Linked DNA regions of Sus scrofa: region 2 is linked to region 1. The links are chromatin contacts, called in public Hi-C maps. All regions are on one chromosome and are shown on one strand. The core of a region is the stretch at or near the end of the contact, and the rest is flanking DNA. Distances in the headings are between cores, read along the strand shown. Region 1 holds the start of KLHL2 (kelch-like protein 2). Region 2 holds the start of TMEM192 (transmembrane protein 192).

What was found. A called contact is a pair of places that touch in the nucleus more often than the background predicts.
Region 2: a contact with region 1 is called in a Hi-C map of alveolar macrophages, with 1.8 times the contacts expected there. The contact joins the promoter of TMEM192 here to the promoter of KLHL2 in region 1. A contact is called at or near these places in 1 of 5 promoter capture datasets (liver), 8 of 47 Hi-C or Micro-C datasets (alveolar macrophages, fetal liver, heart right ventricle and 3 more) and 1 of 2 datasets of contacts at active chromatin or transcription factors (alveolar macrophages).

What each region holds. Positions count from the first base shown.
Region 1 is chr8:43,868,702-43,873,271 of Sscrofa11.1, reverse strand. KLHL2 (kelch-like protein 2) reads left to right here and starts at 2,261. Exons shown (of 15, transcript XM_005666650.3): 1 at 2,261-2,513. The coding sequence starts at 2,488.
Region 2 is chr8:43,958,482-43,963,051 of Sscrofa11.1, reverse strand. TMEM192 (transmembrane protein 192) reads right to left here and starts at 2,382. Exons shown (of 6, transcript XM_003128993.5): 1 at 2,266-2,382. The coding sequence starts at 2,274.

The sequences.
Region 1 (4,570 bases), core at 1,012-3,511:
GGATACTAGTTGGGTTCTTAACCCACTGAGCCACAACAGGAACTCAAGGAAGTTTTATTTTTATTTTAGGAAGTTTTATTTTGGCCTGAACACAATCATCACTAACACTGGAGAAATAATCCATCGTGTATGCCCTCCTCATGGTGGGTCAGTAAACACCACCAGGTTATAGAGGGGTGAGCTCATGCTAAGGCATACTAGATACAGCCCTTTCCTGGAACATGTTCAGTAGGCTACCAAGACATTTCTCCTACCTCACTCCTTCTCTCTCTCCTTTGCTGAGTCCTCCTTATCTTTCTTAGTGTTGGAGTGCCCCGGAGTTTACTTCTTTGTCCTTTGCTTTCTCTAGTTACATTTTCTAGTTAATCTCAACAAGTCTTTATTTTTAAAATTAATTTTTTTTAGGGCTGCACTTGCAGCATATGGAAATTACCAGGCTAGGAACTGAGTTGAAGCAGCAGCTGCCGGCCCACGCTACAGCCACAGCAGTGCAGGATCTGAGCTGATCTGCAACCTACTCCACAGCTCTCAGCAATGCTGGATCCTTAACCCACTGAGAAAGGCCAGGGATCAAACCTGCATCCTCATGGATACTAGTCAGGTTTGTAACCCAGTGAGCCACAATGGGAACTCCTCAACAAGTCTTCAAACATCATCCCTGTGCTGACAACCTCCACATTTATGTCCGCACCAGATACCTGTCTTCACATAGATGTTTACACCTGTCTTCATATAGATGTTTAACAAATACCTCAGACTTAGCATGTATAAATCAGAGTTTACAAATACTCCCCCCAGCAACCCACAAATTCGTTTCTTCTCTATTTTCCCAATCTGAGTAAATATCAACTCCACTCCCCTAAGAGTCCAGACCAAAACCCTTGGGATCATCTTCCACTCTGCTCTCTTATATCTAAGCTATTGGCAATACCCTTCTGCTTTATCTTCTCAGTAAAATCAGTGCCTGACCATATTCTCCATCACTCTGGGAATCCCAGTCAGGTAGCTTCTTTGCTTGCATTCTTGCTTCTCTACACCCATGGCTCATATAGCAACCACTCATCTTTTTAAAAATTTCAGTTTTTATTACGAACCTTTTAAAACATGAACATAAATACACATACATGACTACTCTCATGCACTCATCACTCAGCATCAACAACTAACATCTTGCTCATCTTCTTTCTTTTATTACCTACCCTCCCTTTTTTGGCGGAGGATTTTAAAACAAATTCCAGCAAAGTCATCCCTTTAACGACCAGATCAACTTGCTCACAAGTTTTTCTTGTTTCTTTTCTCAGTAAAATTCAAATCCTTTTTGATGGTCTAACAGGCTTATGAGATCTGTCACTACCCACCCCCCACCCTCCCCCTGCAACACACACACCATCTTCTCTCACTCTCTCCAGTCTTCATGCTTCAGTTACTAGAGTGGTTCCTAAACCCTAGAGGGAATCAGCATCCTCTGGAGGGCTTGTTAGGCACAGACTGCTGGGCCTCACCCCTTGATTCTGATTCAGTAGATCTGAAGTGGGCCTGGAGAACTCGCATTTCTAACCACCCCCCACCCCAAAATGCATACATCCAGAACCATCAGCTACACTGTAGTTGTATTCTTCCCAGCCCTCTATGCCAGGAGTCTCTGAACTGCTCTTCCCTCTGCCCTGAGCACTCTTTGCATTACTCAAGATTCGCTTTCTTCCATCTCTGTTCAAAGGACATGTTTTGACAGGCCTTCCTTGACCATCATTTAGCATCCGGTCTCCTCGCCCTGATTATTTGGTATCCTCACGGTGGGCACCGTTCGTTGGCTCAGTTTCCCTTGTCACGTCCACATGGACAGGTGCGTGGCCACGGAGACCTGGTTTTGCTCTGCGTCCCATCCCAGCGCCGAGACCTTGCCCAGCAGATGCGACGAGCGGATCGCAGCCTGAGCAGGGAGGATCCAGTTCCAGCTTGAGACCCTGGACAGGAGAGTCACTTCTGGCCTTTTCACCGTCCATACAGGAAAGGTCGGCCACGCCCATCCCTCCCAGGTCCCGGGCGCAGGTGGGGAGAGAATAGAGCAAGCGCCTCCGTGGAGTTGGGCAGTCAGTGAGCGCCGAGCGCCGGGGTGCCGCGCTTTCCGGTCGGACCGCGCCCTCACCCCTCCACCTCCAGCGTAGGGGCTGGAGGACCCACCGGGGAAGCGGCCGGCGGCTGCAGGAAGGGGCGGGGCGGAGCCTCGCGGGCGCGTCACACCCGGAAGTGCCCGCCCTCTGCCCCGCCCCCAGCAGCGCTGGCAGGCGGAGCGCGCCCGCCGACTGGGGCCGCCGAGTGGGGCCGCAGCGGGTGCGGGTGCGGGCGCGGGCGTGGGGCGGCGGCGGCGGCGGGCGGGCGCCCGGGCGGATGGGACGCGGCTCGGCGGGCGGGCGGGGCCGGCGTCCGCAGCTGGAATGGTGCAGGCGGCGGCGGGCGCCCGCGAGCTGAAGCCCGAGAGGAGCCGCCATGGAGACGCCGCCGCGGCCTCCCGCGTGAGTGAGCGGACGGGCAGCGGGCGGGGCCGGGCCGGGCCGGGCGGCGGGCCGGGCGGCGGGCGGAACCCAGCCTGGCCCGCGGGCGGGGCGTCGCCGCGCGGGGTATGGGGAGGGTCCTCCGCGGCGTGCGGGAGCCCCGGGAGGCCGAGCCTACGCGGGATGTAGACCCTGTATGCGCGCGAGGCCGTCGGAAAGGGAAGCTGTAAAGTATCGATGCCGGTGCGGCGAGGAATTCCCCTCAGCTCGCCTTATTCTCCCAATTTCTAGCAAAATTCTCTCTGAGGAGGTTGCACATCACTCTGTGCGAGCCGAGCCGCGGCTGTTAAGGGCATGTGACCTCTTTTACCTGGTACTGCAGAAAATCGTATCCAGAAATCACAGCATCTTCTGTTTGCCTGGCACCCTGTGCGAATGAGTAGTGTGCGACCTGCCAGGCACAGGTGTCTTTTTCCTTGGTACCCAAGTACAGTCAAGACCACCTGCAACAGAATTGCTTCCAGAAATAACAGCCGAACAATTAATGTGGTAGACATAGAAGATACTGCATTATTCAGTACAAGATTTTTCTGAACATTTTGTTAAAAGTGAACTATAAATCCCCAGGAATTTTGAACACTTCAATTTTGATTTGCTGTCTTAGTTTAACCTTTATGAAAGAACAAGAGCCTTTTGAATCTGACTTTTCAAGCGCAAGCAGATCTTATTTTGAAGAATCGTGTACCTTTTCATGACAGCTTGTTTTTGGAGCTTTATCATTTTTCATTTAGATTTGGCTAGCTTCCCTCCAAGGCGGTTGTACCACTCCAGCCTTTGGTGGTTATTTGGCAGAATGCCAACCAGAATAGAAATATTTGATTTGGACTGAATAATTTTTTGGTGTTTAGCCCTTTTAGGAGAGCTGATAGGATTCTGGAACTACAGTTTCTTAAAAGTACCTTACAGAAATTTTAGCTTGAGTGGAACAAGTCATGCGGGATCTAGGGAATACATTCCTCTCTTGAATTCCTCCTGGGTTGGTAGGAACAAGAGATCAGTTGCTTCCTGGTGGCAGTGGCTTCAAGGGCTTTGTGATCTGGTCGTGCTCTTCAGTGGGTTCAGGAAGGCTCCTGAACTTCTAGGAAACATGATGCGGGATTGTTAGCATCAGCATCATGAATGCACAATCATGTGTGTTCTGTCCAGGCTCCGAGGTAGGCAAGGCAGGAAATGCTACCTGTCTATAGACAACAGGTAATATAGAGAATATCCCACATAGTATGTTAGCTTTTGTAGACCTGCCCCCTTTATCTCAGTTCCCTGCAGTCTCTTTTTGATTCTGGAACCAGGGAACTAAAGGAAAGAGAATAGGGACCTTAGAGTGCAGGTAAGAAAAGGGTGGGGAAAGCAGGCTCTGAAGGGAGATAGAGACAAAAAAATGATTTAAATAGAAATGATGAAAAATGAAATAAATGCAAGTGTTGATACACTGAATCAAAGACAGATAAACTAATCATAATTTTGGTGTCCAGCGCCATTCTTTGCTATTGAGACTTCATCAGTGGTGCTGGAACAGTGAGAGGCTGAGATATAATGGAAAGCCTGAATGCCATAAGGGATGAAAGATCGGTTTAAAATATAAAAACAAAAACCAAACACTCCTTTCAGTCATGGGTGGCTCAAGTTGGTGAGACTTTTGTTTCTGTTCATTTAATAATAAATACGAAAGTTTTGTTTTCGTTTGCTCTGTTTGGAATAGCCCTAATTTCAGAACTGTAGTATTTTTTCTATTCTGTATATCAGAAATAATTATTCTTCCCACCCCTTGGCCTGTGTGCCTCCACTCTCAATAACTTGTTTTTTCCTTCCACACTGAATGCTGGGTGCTAGATTTGAGAAACGAGAGCTCTTGGGGAAGGAGCTTTGTCAGGCCTCACTGTGCTAGAACTGGGCCAGGACAGAGGCCAGTGAAGTTTATTGGGACGGCTCAGCTTTTCATAAGGTTAGATTTTTAGCCTGAGCTTTAAGGCAACAAAAGTTGTTTGACGTGGACTTCAAGTGCCTTGGATGATGTTGGA
Region 2 (4,570 bases), core at 1,133-3,632, 90 kb before region 1:
CTCTCCTCTACATTATGTCTATGTTCATGAAATACAATGTGTATGGTGGCTATATCAAATACACTGTCCTCTGGATCCTATAGGAAATGTAGGAAAACCATACAAGCAGCAAGCTGTCAGTCTCCGTAACTCACCATCTGCAAGTGAAAGGTAAAGGGCGGACAACCCTGATCCAAACCTTCTCTTCATTTCCACAATTAACAACTATACTGCGTCCTGGAGAAGATGTCTGTTGTCTTGCCCATACCATCTCTTCCCACTTCTTTTGTGACAATAACTGCTTCCTTTGGGAATCAATGTCTAACTCTGCACTCTCAAGGGGAACATCCTTCAATGTTCCTCACCCTCCTTAGCCAAGGGCTAGTAATGCACCAAAGAGGGCTGGGCCAATTCAACTCTCTCTGAGCAGCTAAGCAAAGGGAAGCCATGGTTAAGGCACATCCATCCCAGGACAGATTCTGAAAGGACTCCAGTAATTGGATCCCTTGAGCTGCCCTTGTCTGGTACTTTCAGAGGCCAAGGTGTTCATCTCCCTATATCCTTACAAATAAATCCCTTTTATTTTGGCCAAACCCATGGCATGTAGAAGTTTCCAGGTCAGGGATCAAACCTGCATCAGAGCAGCGACCCAAGCCACTGCAGTGACAACACAGGCTCCTCAGCCCACTGTACCACAAGAGAACTCTCACTTTCTTCCTTAAAGCAGCCATAATGGGAGTTCCCATCTGGCTCAGTGGTTAACAAATCCAACTAGGAACCATGAGGTTGCGGGTTAGATCCCTGGCCTAGCTCAGTGGGTTAAGGATCCAGTGTTGCTGTGTGTGGTATACACCAGCGGCTACAGCTCCGATTAGACCCCTAGCCTAGGAACCTCCATGTGCAGCGGGTGCGGGCTTAGAAAAAGACCAAAAAAATGAAAAAATAAGCAACCAGAATGGGTGTGCTTGCTTATAAACAATGAATCCTAACTAAAAAGCTTTTGCCGCTTTGAGGTGTCTGGGCCTAAGATAAAGCACAGTTTTTAGCTTTTTACTGAGTGGTAGAAATCATATCCATAAAATACCAAAAGCAGACAACCTTCTCAGATCTAAAGTGATTTAGCTATATAGCTGTTGGTGAAACATTACTCTCCAATGTTTGGTGAAACAAATTTCTAGGATTGCATGCATCCTAAAACTAAAAGCTATAGATTCAAGAATCCTAGGGCAGCCTAGCACCAACCAAGAGGCATTTACTGCACATATTTTTCTAAGAGTCTCTCCTTTTCCTCTCAGAAACTCATATTCTCCATACATTGTCAGTTCATGAATTTCATCCTTAAAAAATTTAGAAACAAAGAACTTTTCTTTAAATATATGTCTCAAATCTATTTCCAGGAATTACAGTAAGCATTCATTTTCTCAACTGAAACTGAATTTTTAAGTCTTATTACGAGAAACTGGTTTTTATTCAGTCAAGATAACTGAACTTCAGTCATTATTTGCATAAGAATCTAAGGCCTTGTGGGGCCTGTGAGGCCGGAACTGTGTTTCATGTGTCCTGCTGGAGTCACCTCATTCAGTAGTAGGATCACAGTAATATTTCTATTAATTTATTAACCCAAATTAGTGCTTTAATATAACTGCCAACTTTTCGTTTCTCTTAGGCAATAATTTATTTTGTGCCAATGGGCAACCTAGGGAATTGTGGACACAAATACACGCTTCCCCTAAAAATGTTTTAATACATTCAAGCAAAGATTTTTGCTTATAACTAGGGCACTGCTTTTTTAGTAATCCGGTTTGGATCCATCTACTTAGAAATTTAAAAATCCCTTCATTCCTACCATGCCATGATTCAAAACATCTCGACATTGTTTTTCTCCAATGTGGGTTTCCGGGCGATGACAGCGACAGGTCTGCCCGTGGGACGCCGAAGCCGGTCCAGGTCACAGCCTTCCAGGCCAAGGCCTGGGGCCTCGAGGAGCAGAACTCGGCTCTGCGCCCGGGTCCACACCTGCACCGCGGGCTGCTCCAGCTCTGGGACCCAAGATGCACCCGTACGGGGCTAAGCGTCCAGCCTCCCCCCATTAAATAAGCCGGCCTGGCGCGAGGCGTACTCCGCGGACTCCCGCTTGCCTCCTGCCAGGGTCCCAGGCCCAGGCAGCCCCGCGCAGGAGACGCCCCTCCAGTCAATGTTGCGCCCACCCCCATCTCCGCCCAGCGCGCCCAGCACCGAAAGAGAGGCTCCAGGCTGGCCGCCGGCCACCTGCATCTGCACACTCACATCCTCCATACTGCCCGCCGCCGGAGGCCGCAGCCCCGCCGCCTGGCCTCCAAACCTGCTCTCGGTGCCTGCTTCCGGGACCCGCCCCTGGACCGGCACCTCGCTCCCGATTGGCAGAGGCGCAGAGGGCGGGCTCCAGCGCTTCGCTCAAGGGCCCACTTCCAGAAGCGTTCCAGGACCCGCCCCCTCACTCTCTATTGGCAGAGGGAGCGGAATGACTGGCCACGCCCCTCGCTTCCAATTGGCAGATGCAGAGACAGCGACACAGACACCTCGATTTCAATTGGCAGAGGCGGAAGGGGGCGTGACTCTCGCCGAAGACCCGCCCAGGGAGGCTGGTGCAGGTGAGAGGTCTTGGGTGCCTGAGAGTGCCTTGGTTGCGATCTCTTGTCCAGTGCGTGGTTGGCAGGAGAATTGGGCACTAAAGCATGCGTTCCAAGTCCCAGAGTTTGAACTACTTTCGGCCACCACTCATTTCTTTGAACATTAAGTTTTCTTGGTGTTCCTTAATTTTCGCTTGCAGCACACCTCTGTGCATAGAACCAGCGGTAGAATCCCAGGTTCGCATTTATAGATCAGAACTCCACCAGCAGAGGGAGCCAAAGCGAATAAAGACTGATTTCTGTGATACATTTAACAGATTTCACCAGTACATGAGGCAGTAAGGAATTTTTAGGGCTGTCATGGGTTTGGGAGGGTGTTTTTTTGTTTTGCTTTTGTTATTTTTGGCGTAGCCCACTGGTCTGCAGAAGTTGGGGGGGCGGGGTCAGGAACTGATCCTGAGCTGCAGTTGCCACCCAAGCCATAGCAGTGATAGTGTGGATCCTTAACCCTCTAGGCCACCAAGGAATTCTCCAGGTTTGTTTGTTTGTTTGTTTGCTTGCTTGCTTGCTTGTTTGTTTTTAGGGCCGCAGCTGCAGCAGGTGTAAGTTCCCAGGCTAGAGGTTGAATCAGAGCAGCAGCTGCCAGCCTACACTACAGCCACAGCAATGCCAGAACCAAGCCACAGCTGAGTGAAGCCAGGGATTGAACCCACATCCTCATGGATACTAGTCGGGTTCTCAAGCAGCTGAGCCACATGGATAACTCATCTATGGGTTTTTAAGCGGAACTGAAAATGAAACGATTACATTTTCTGAAAATTCACTAGTATTCTTAAGCAACAAGGAAAGTAAAATTTTCTGTTTATAACCAGTCCCCACAGATAATGCTGATACTAGAGTAGCAAATACTATCATACTTTTTAATGCTTATTTGCACATTGTTTTTGGTGTAATCTTGTTTACACCATTGGTGAAATAAAATCATTTAAATATCAGCAAAGAAAAAGATAGTCTAATTCTCCACTTGCTCTTTGAAAATCTCACAAAATTTAAAAATTTTTAAAATCTCCTGAGTTTCCATGAATTATTTCCTAAGAGCCTTATCTGTATATGTTTTTCCCCTTGATGTTTTATTTCTAAAATGTTAAAACCTATGGAAATGTTGAAAGACTAGTACAGTGAACATCCATGTACCCCCACATGGATTCAACAGTTACATTACACAAACTCATTACACTAACAGTCGCTCTGTGCGAAGGTGCTTGCTCTGTGTGCATTTTTTAACTGAACTCTTTCAAAGTAGGCTGAGGACATAATGAAACTTTATTCCTAGCTACTTCAAGGCCTAAAAATAAGGACATTTTCCTACAATATCATCATCATCATCGTTATTTGGCTGCAGAATGCAGCAGCTTGATGTGGAACCTAAATTCCCAGACCTGGGATTGAACTAGGGCCGAGAGGTAAGAGTGCTGAATCCTAATCACTAGACCACCAGGAAATTCCCCACAGTATTAGCATTATACCTAAGAAAACTAATAGTAATTCCATGTTTGCAAATCCATGGTAAAAAAATTTCCAAAATATCCCCCAAATGTCTTTTTTTTTTTTTTTTTTTTTGTCTTTTTGCCATTTCTTGGGCCGCTCCTACGGCATATGGAGGTTCCCGGGCTAGGGGTCGAATCGGAGCTGTAGCTGCCAGCCTACGCCAGAGCCACAGCAACGCAGGATCTGAGCCGCGTCTGCGACCTACACCACAGCTCACGGCAACGCCGGAACCTTGACCCACTGAGCAAGGGCAGGGATCGAACCCGCAACTTCATGGTTCCTAGTCGGATTCGTTAACCACTGCACCACGACGGGAACTCCCCAAATGTCTTTTTTGCTGCTTCCTCCCCATACCCCACAATTCAGGATCCAGTCAAGGTTGACACATTGCATTTAGCTATCATGTCAAGGCATGTATTTTTACAGGTAAAACA